Regions from separate parts of the Oryctolagus cuniculus genome. Here region 1 is linked to region 2. Evidence: chromatin contacts called from public Hi-C data. All regions are on one chromosome and are shown on one strand. The core of a region is the stretch at or near the end of the contact, and the rest is flanking DNA. Distances in the headings are between cores, read along the strand shown. Region 1 has its middle 52 kb from the start of TRNAL-UAA. Region 2 holds the start of UTRN (utrophin).

Region 1 (4,442 bases), core at 1,479-3,978, 66 kb after region 2:
TTATAATTTAGTGATATCACTGCTCACTTTGCCGTCCCTTCTGTAAAGTTTACCCACTCCTCCTGTAGGACCTCCCTGTCTGTCCTGTGAACCAGAAGGCAAGAGTGTCTGGCAGTACCCCTAAGGAGAAAACCCACAGGGAATGGCCTAATAGGTAAAAGCCATGTTTTCATTTATTTCACTTTGGGGATTATGCAATGTGAGGACATGAAACATTCCACAATGTTCCACTGTGAATGAATATTCGATAGTGGACAACTATGATGGAAATACAGTTTAAGTCCTTGGGGAAAAAAAATTCTCTGACATTAGGAACCCACAGATGCTAGAGTGGAAAGGGACGCCAAGGCGGCCAAACACAGTCAAAGAGACCACAGAGTCCCAAGATCTGCGGTGCACTCTCGGGTGCGCTCCAGGGAAGGGTAATACTGCTGTGATTAAGACTTTTAACAGGGCCAATTAATTTCAGGGAGGCACCCAAAGCAGCGTTAAAGAGCTGTCCCACCGGTCCCAGACACTCCGGTAAGGAAAGGAGGCGGGGATGGCTCCACGTAAGCCCTGACCCTCACCGCCCCGCGCTCGGAAGCCGAAGGACCGACGCGCTTCGCATTCCTCCAGCTGCGTCCCCCGCACCCACCAGTCTCCAGCACCTGGGGCCAGCCCTGCACCCGGAGGCCCGTGCAAGTTTCCGAGGAATGGCTATCCGTGCAGCCGCGGGGCCCGGAGGCCCGGTGCGCCGGCCCTACCCGGGGACCCCCGCCTTCCCGGAGCTCCGTGCGCTCCGGCCGCGGAGACCGGTGCACCGACCGTTCCTAGCCCGGCTGGAGGAAGTGACCCGCGAGGCCCTGGTGACCCAGGTGACCTGAGGCTGGGAGACAGGCGGTCCTGCCCGGACGGAACAGAAACAGGGAGCATGGTGTGAGACCCGGGTCTCTCCAGTTCAGTGCAAAACTAAGCGCGCGGTAGACACGTTTTCTCCTCCCCTTGAAACAACCCTGGGACGAGTCCCCTTCGCCATCTAGGGCTTGAGCGAAAAGTTGCTCAGTCCACAACTAATGTTTTGTCGGCTTCTTAAGTGGCCTTGGGCAACCAGAACCTGGATCCCGGGCCAAAGCAGGGCATGAATTACCTTGTCAGTGGCGGCAAGCGATGCCAAGAGTCCGTGAAACGCGGCGACCGCGCAGGGCCCTCGGCCTTCCCCAGGCGGCTGGCGGGGAGCTGGGGATCGCGCCACACGCTCCGAGGCCCCACCCTGGGGAGCAGCAACCACCCAGAGGGCAAGCACGGCTCCTGCCGGGCGGCCGTCTGGGAAGCGTCCCCTGCAGCTAACCACACGGTCACTCACTCTCCCCACCCTCTCCTTGCGGACTCCGCCGGGGCCCCGCCTTCCCCGGGCCGGTTGTGTGACAGGCTCTCCTAGGAGGCCACGTCCCCTCTCGGAGATCACTGGCCCAGCGCCCCGCACCGAGCGTTGCACAGACGCGCGACCCTCGCGCCCCGGCGGGACGGGAGACGGAGCAACAGCACGGACGGAGCCCCAGGAGGTGGGGTCCGAGGACCTGCCGGCTGGAGCTTCCTCCACAGTTCTGGCGTCTCTCTCCCGCACCGGGGAACTGAACTGAGGTTGTGAGGAAAGTGCCTGCAGCACAAGTTGGTTACATCCTCGGCCCTGACACTTGAGAAGGCGCTCGGGATGCGGAACCGCGGCGGAAGAGCCGCAGGAGGGTCCCACCTCCTCCCCGCCCCTTTCCCAGCGGGCTGTGGTCACTTTACCCAACCTGACGCTTTAATAATGCATGCGCTTACCTGGTGCGCGCGGGCGGCCGCCTCCACCGCGTCCCGAGGCTCCCTGGGGCGTGTTTGGGTCGGAGCCACCGCGGGGGTGTGCGCAAGGATAAGTTTGGGGGGCGCGGTTCTTTTTTTCTTAATGAAACGTGGAGAACCACACCAGATCCGAAACACACACACAAAAAAATTTTAAGACCCAATTGGAAACGCCCCTGGCTTGTGCAATCTTCCTGCCTGGTAGTTCCGCCAAAAACAAAAACAAAACAGTTCAAGCGCAAACCTGGAGCAGGCGCGCAGGCACCAAGTTTGCCAAATGCTCCAGTTTTCCGTGTGCAGAAACGACGCAAAGGAGGGGGGCGCCTATCCCCGAGTTTCCCCAATCGGCTTCGGAAGCCACAGGCCCCTCCTCGCCCCTCGGCGGGAGAAAGCCCGCGGCCCGCCCGGCTGCCTGCTCCCCTCCTCCGAGGAAAGGCGACTCCACAACTTTGTGCTCCAGCGAGGCTCGCAGCTCCCGCGGCTCCTCCTCCGCCGCCGTCTCCCCGCCGCCGGCCTGCCCCTTTGTTGGAGCGCAACGCAAGAGGCAGAGAACGGAGGGTGGGGCGCCGGGCCGAGCGCCCGCGTGCCGCCGCCCCCGGGGAAGGGGCTCGCGTCCCGGCACCCGGGGCTTCGCTCTCCCGAGGAGGAGGCCTGGCGGGTCCGATCCCCAGGCCGGCGCCGCCCCAGCGCTCCGGCTGCCCCTCCCTCCTCCGCCCCGCCGCCGCCGGCCCAGCAACTTTGTTCCCGGGTTCGGCTCGGGACCCTCCTTGGCGGCCACCACGGGCACCGCTGCGGGAACGAGGCGCCGCGGGTCACCTGACCGCGCGCCCGGTCAATGAACGCCGGCCCTGCGCGCCCTCCCCGCCCGCAGCTGCCTGGCCCCGCGCTCCTCTGGCCTGGGGCGGCGCGCCCTTATCCAGCTCCGGGAGCGAACTGTTAGTGCCGGGAGCCAGCACGAGAATGGGTGTCCCGCGCAAACACCATGCCCTTGATTCCGATGATCCAGAAGTGTGAGTCACGCCCCGCGGGCAAACCCGGGCTCTAGTTAGGGTGATTTTTTTAACAGATAAATCCTGCCATCTGCTCCCTCACCACGTCCCTCAACGCACCAAGCAGTTTGCTAATGTTGCTGACTTTTTGGTCCTAGTTGATTTTTTTCGTTACATAATTTTCTTAACATCCTTTTTTTTTTAATATCAAGGCTCCAAATTTGGTTTTATATTCATTCCTTGTACAAATAGTGTTTTCACTGACGTTAGTTTCTGTTTTTCTAATGTACACATATAGACACTTCTGTTCTACAACCTGTTTCCAAGCCTGAGGGGTTGGCCAAAAAGTACGTCAGAAGTATGGCAGTTGTGCTGTGTGTGCATTTCTCAATGGCACTTCATTCCCCCAACGTGTTCCTTGATTCTTGGACAAGTGCATCCTGCTTGGAAAGAGAAAGACAAAACACTTCATATAAACAGAGGTAAGGATGATTGACAAGGGAGCCCTGGCCTGTTCTTGGCTTAATATTGGGCAGCTAATTTATGAGACAGGAAAGATAAACCGCTAGGGGTATCAAATGAACTTTTCAAAAAGGAGTTGGTAGCCTTTCCTTAGTTATAAAGCAAAAGGCTCCCCAGTCTCTAAGAGCTATGGAAGTGGAAAGTCTCCAAACAGCCTTACCATACAAGGCTTCCGGCTTAACTTCCTCCAGGAACTTTCTTCATATAAGTCAAATTAAAAAAAAATTCTTTTGAAATGGGTATGATTTGTTCATTTACTTTTATCCCTTCATTTAACAAACACCTATTTGTTGCCTGCCATGCCTGCTGGTGCCATGGATGATCAGGAAAATTTGCTCCAGATCTTGCCCTAACAGAATTTAGCATGGAGTAGGTGGGAGAAGACATGGAAGCAAGAAGTATATGAAACATCCAGGATAAGTGCCCTAAGAAAGGAACAGATCCAGTACCACCTGCCCATGTAGGGGGAGGTGGAAGTTCTTTCAGCTGATAATTCTGCAGCCACAGAAACAACTCATCTCTCCCTGTCTCCGGGTTGAATTGATGGAAACTTAAGATTGCCTTCTTTAAACTAGATGATAAGGCCATACAGGAGTGGTTAAGGATTTGGTTACTGAAAGTGATGTAAGTGTAAAGCACTTCATAAATTGTGAAATGGGACTCGAATATTCGTTTACTTATTTAGCTGACAATTTTTGAGAAACATGGGTGTTTTGGATCCTATAACGTATGAGTATTTAGCCTCTGAGAGGATGCATAGCCAGGTTTCCCAAAGGGCTATGGCGAGGGGACATGGAGGACACAGGAGTGTCTTGCCCCACACACTTCTCCGATGAGGCAGATGGACCCTCTTTCTAAGTGGTGGCTGAAGAAACCAAAGAAAATTCTGTTGATGGAACAGCAAAGAGGTTCCAAGCTAGTCCTGCTCCTGCTTCCTTTGTCCAGTGCAGAAACCACATTTGATGGCAGATTTTGACCATGAGAGGTATATTTCCATAGAGCAGACAGTGTCATCTTCCCATATGTCCCCAGAGCCTCTGTGGGGACAGGGGAGACAAGCCACCACAAGGAAGGGATAGTTGTCAGTGAACCAGCAGCCAACATCCA
Region 2 (4,548 bases), core at 1,864-4,363:
CAGCAGATATGGAACTGTCCTGCCTGCCAGACACACAGGCAGTGTGTGGGGCACAGCAGTGACAAAGCTTCCTTCTCGTCTCTTTCTCAAGGAGCTGTCAGCCCAGAAAGGGACCTGGGAAAGGGACATTCTGCTGGGCCTTTCCACTTGGGCTCAAGCTACAAAGTCAAAGCCTCAGTCTGATTACATCAAGATATCTGAATGTGGGGTGTGGATTCCAGCACTTCCATGACGCTAATGGAGGCCAAGCTTGTGAATCTTTCAACCATCGAGAAAGGAAACGGCTGACCTAGAGTCCCGCCAGCCAACACAATGCAGGAAGGGTGGCAAGACAAGCAGTGCCTCCCAGAAGTGGTTTCCTGAGCTGCAGAAACTTCCAGACATCAAACGTTTAGGCATTAATAGATATCACAGAATGCCTCTAACTACTTTTTCATTTCACATTTTCAAGGATTTGCTGTTTTTTTTTTAACTTGCGCATCCTTCAGATGGAATATTATTAATATTTGTTGAAAATATTATGTTCAACATGAGTTTTAGCATCTTCTCACAAGATCACTAAAGAAGCCTAGACGACAGACACAAGAAAAAAAAAAAATGCTGTTGAATAGCAACCAATGAGAAGAGTCTGGGTGCTCCCAGACTTTGATAATGTGCACAGTGGATTTTCCATTTTCATTAAAATAACATGCCTGGAAATATTTTTTTAGTTTAAAAAAAATGCCTTCTATTTTCTGAAAGCCTTTTGACTGGTCAGAGGGCGGAAAAGAATGCATCTAAATAGACTTGAACTCAACCAACAAGCATTTAAATATATTTAAAGCCGTAGTCTACTCATTTAAAAGACTGCTTCCTATTTTAATATTTGTCTGTATTTTTCTTTTAAATTGTCTCGTGATTTCAACTACTACAGCTGCCCCAGGCCCTTTGACTCAAGACAGTCAAAGACCAGCAGGCTACAGAGACTAGTAAGCCAGGGGAAGAAAGCAGATGAAGTGGGAATCCAGGGAAATCTTTGAAAGGCCACAATGCTGCCGCTGCTGCTCCTACACATGCATAAGGCTTTCACTGAGGTCCCTGAAAAGGGTTTTGATTTTGTGTTGAGACCACACAGTTAAGTAGGAGAGAAAAGCAGTAACTGACGAAGACAGCTGTGGCACACTCAATGATTCCACTTGGCCAAGAAACCAAGCGGTTTACTAAGAAAATATGGGCTGCTCTAGCCGTTTCGGTTTAAATGTGCTCCAACAGTCAGTGCTGACAAGCACTTACCACCTTATGCATCTGCAGCAACAAAGGAAAATACTGAAAAAGGGTGATGCCAACAGAGAGAACATGCTTTAAAAACTCTAATCAGCCCCAAAGTTGCTCCCTAGTGACAACGTGCATGCGAATACATCACTCGGGGAGTTTTCTTTGAAAGCTCAGACAGCAAATACATGCATATCTACAGATAAATGTTAAGTGTGATACAGATATGCGAGCTGATCAGAAAGACAGCTGCCCTGGACATTAACGCCAATGAGACTAAAGCACATGGTTACATCCCTTTATGATGTTCTGAATTTGTATCTCCCCTGGACAAGGCAGCATTAAATACCCCTTCATTTATATTGCCCCCACAAGTCCAGCTCTCCAATTCTCCCTTTCTCACCTCTCAACTGTTCGAAAAAGCAGAATGCTGTTTTTAGCCAACAGAGTAAATAAGCTACAGTATGAGATACGATCTATCCATACTCAACACCATGGAGGAGACTTTTTTTCTACAGGACAGACAACAGTCAACAAAGCACAAGTTGTTTTGGAAAACACAGGGAAGCAAAGCAAAGCAAAGCACATTTGCCACAACAAACTTGGGGTTTCTTGAATTCTTTTTCCAAAGCCAACAGCCCTGGCAAATGATCACCTTGCATGAGAACTATGAAGCCGACAGTATTGGTCTCCACTATCCAGAGTCCACAGCAGACATGGGGTCAGGAAGAACAAGCTGGCTTTGCCCTCACCAGCCAGGCCTGCCTTTAACAAAGTAAGCTGAGAGAAAGAGACTGGCTGGGATGCGGCTGTAGACAAACTTACCTGGGGATGGCTTGCAAGCTTGGAGAGCTATGTCTCTTTTCAAATCAAATCTGCACTTTTTCCAACGAAACGTGGTGGCTGCTGGGCGGCTCATCACCTACATTTGCTAAGATGAGGAGGAAAACGATGCAGAGGAAGCTGACAACAAAAGCAGCCTGCGAACTGCACACTGGGATGTCCTGTTGGGTTTTTTTTTTTTTTTTTTTTTTTCGGTGGGTTTTATTTTTCCCATGAGAGGATCTGACAAAACCTAACCCAACCTCCTCTAAATACCAGACAGGAAGTTACACTGTGCAGTCAGTGAAAACTCTTTAGGTTGTCTGTGTGTGTGTGTGTGTGTGTGTGCGTTTCTTTCTTTTTTTTTTTTTTTTTTTTAATCCTATCAACTAAGCGCCTTTGACTGTTTCTGATCTACTGCAGAGAGATTATAACATTTCTTCCTGTTTTGGCAGTGTCAGATGGTAAGGGGCGCTCCACCCACCTCCTGACTCACATTGTGTATAAATGAAGGTGCCTGTCCTGGGTATACAAATGGGCTGAACCCTTTGATTACACATTAACTGTACTTCAAAGAACAAATTGGACTTACTACTTCACTTTAATATAAATATATATATACACACACACACACCTTCGGGAAACAAATTCAATAGGATTTCCTTTTAATTTCTTAGAAATTGCTATTATGGGGAAAAATTAATCACACAGAATTATAAGAGAAGAGGTAACAATTTCAACTCAGATTTCCCAGCCTCTTCTATTTTGGCATTTGAATTGCTCTCTTTTGTTGTCATTTATACACGTTATCCACACACATACACAAAATAGGAAAATCATGATGCATTTTCTCATCTGCTCTCCTAATCCTCTTTCTTTTTGTAATTCTTTTTCTTGCATGCTTTGAAATAAGAACTTTCTACTTTATATTAGCAAAGATTTTCACAGACTATGTATCCTTCCCAGGACACACACAAGTTTGAATTAAGACACCTCTCTTCCTGCTACTAGCTGAGGTATATGAAAGAGAAATAGTCACTACCTGCCCTCCTCCCTCCTACTCAGCTTTGTGCTTCCCCTACACTAGAAGCTGTTTGGCTCTGGCAAAATAGTCAAGCTAAGCCTCAACCTCCATATCTTTAAAATGGGAGTGGTGACCTCACCAGTCTTCCAGTCTTGCTATGAGAAGAGAGACGCTGAAAAGCACAGTGACATAGATTATATCACACACAAACTCCAATTCTGTTTTTATATGTATTTATTTGTTTGAAAGAGTTACAGAGAGAGAGAGATTATCCATCCTCTAATTCACTTCCCAGATGGCCACAATGGCCAGGGCTGGGCCAAGCTAAAGCCAGGAGCCAGGCACTTCATCCAGTGAGGAGGAGGGGCACAAGTACTTGGGCCATCTTCACTGCTTTTCCCAGGCCATTGGCAGGAAACTGGATTGGAAGTAGAGCAACAGGGACAAGACATCGCAGGTGGCACTTTCATCTGCTACACCACGACCCCAAGTATTTTTTTGTAACAGTTTTATTGATAAAAATTTCATAGAGTATACAATTAACCTACCTACAGTGTATAACTCAATGATTATTAGTATGTTCAGAGTTGTGCAACCACCACCACAACTAATTTTATACCAATTCATCACCCAAAAAGCAGTCATTCTCCATTTCTTGTCCCCACCCTGCAGCCCAAGGTAACCACTAAAATCTATTCATAGTCTCTATAGATTTGTCTATCTTGGACATTTCATATAAATGAAATCCTACAATATGTGTTATTTTTGACTTTTTTTTCTCTTTTTTTAAGATTTTATTTATTTATTTGAGAAGTAGAGTTACAGACATAGGGAGAGACAGAAAGAAAAGGTCTTCCGTCCACTAGTTCACTCTCCAAATGGCCGCAACGGCCAGAGCTGAGCCAATCCAAAGCCAGGAGCCTGGAGTTTCTTCAGAGTCTCCCACTTGGGTTCATGGGCCCAAGCACTTGGGCCATGTTCTATAGTTTTCCCAGGCTATAGCAGAGAGCTGGATGGGAAGAACAGCCAGGACATGAACCAGTGCCCATATGGGACGACAGCACCACTGGCAGAGGCTTAGCCTACTACACCACAGTGCTGGATCCTGACTGGTTTTCTTTACTTAACATGCTTTTAAGATTCCATGTTGTATAATGTATCAGTATTGAATTTCTTTCAAAGACTGAATAATTGTGCATTGTGCAGATAAACACATTTTATTTGTTTTTTTCATCAGGTCATGGACGTTTTTGTTGTTTCCACCTGTTATCTATTATGAATACCTTGTTTGCAGCATCTGTGTACAAGATACCTATGAATATGTATGAAGATGTACATTTGCATTTATTTTGGACATATACACATATACAGTAGTAAAATTTCTGGGTCATATGGTAACTCTATGCTTACCATTTTGGTTTGTTGTTGTTGATTGCTTTTATTTTCATCTT

What was found. A called contact is a pair of places that touch in the nucleus more often than the background predicts.
Region 1: a Hi-C map of an unstated tissue shows a contact between it and region 2, with 1.6 times the contacts expected there. The contact joins the enhancer-like site here to the promoter of UTRN in region 2. A contact is called at or near these places in 3 of 6 Hi-C or Micro-C datasets (ear pinna, psoas muscle and an unstated tissue).

What each region holds. Positions count from the first base shown.
Region 1 is chr5:24,278,078-24,282,519 of mOryCun1.1, forward strand. No RefSeq gene overlaps it. Among named protein-coding and RNA genes, the nearest start is that of TRNAL-UAA, 52 kb to the right of the region's middle. Within about 2 kb of position 2,729, at least 6 of the 8 cell types and tissues checked have an H3K27ac peak or open chromatin away from gene starts, as enhancers often do. A contact at or near this core is called in ear pinna, where this site is marked.
Region 2 is chr5:24,211,941-24,216,488 of mOryCun1.1, forward strand. UTRN (utrophin) reads right to left here and starts at 3,114. Exons shown (of 73, transcript XM_070073468.1): 1 at 2,077-3,114. The coding sequence starts at 2,170.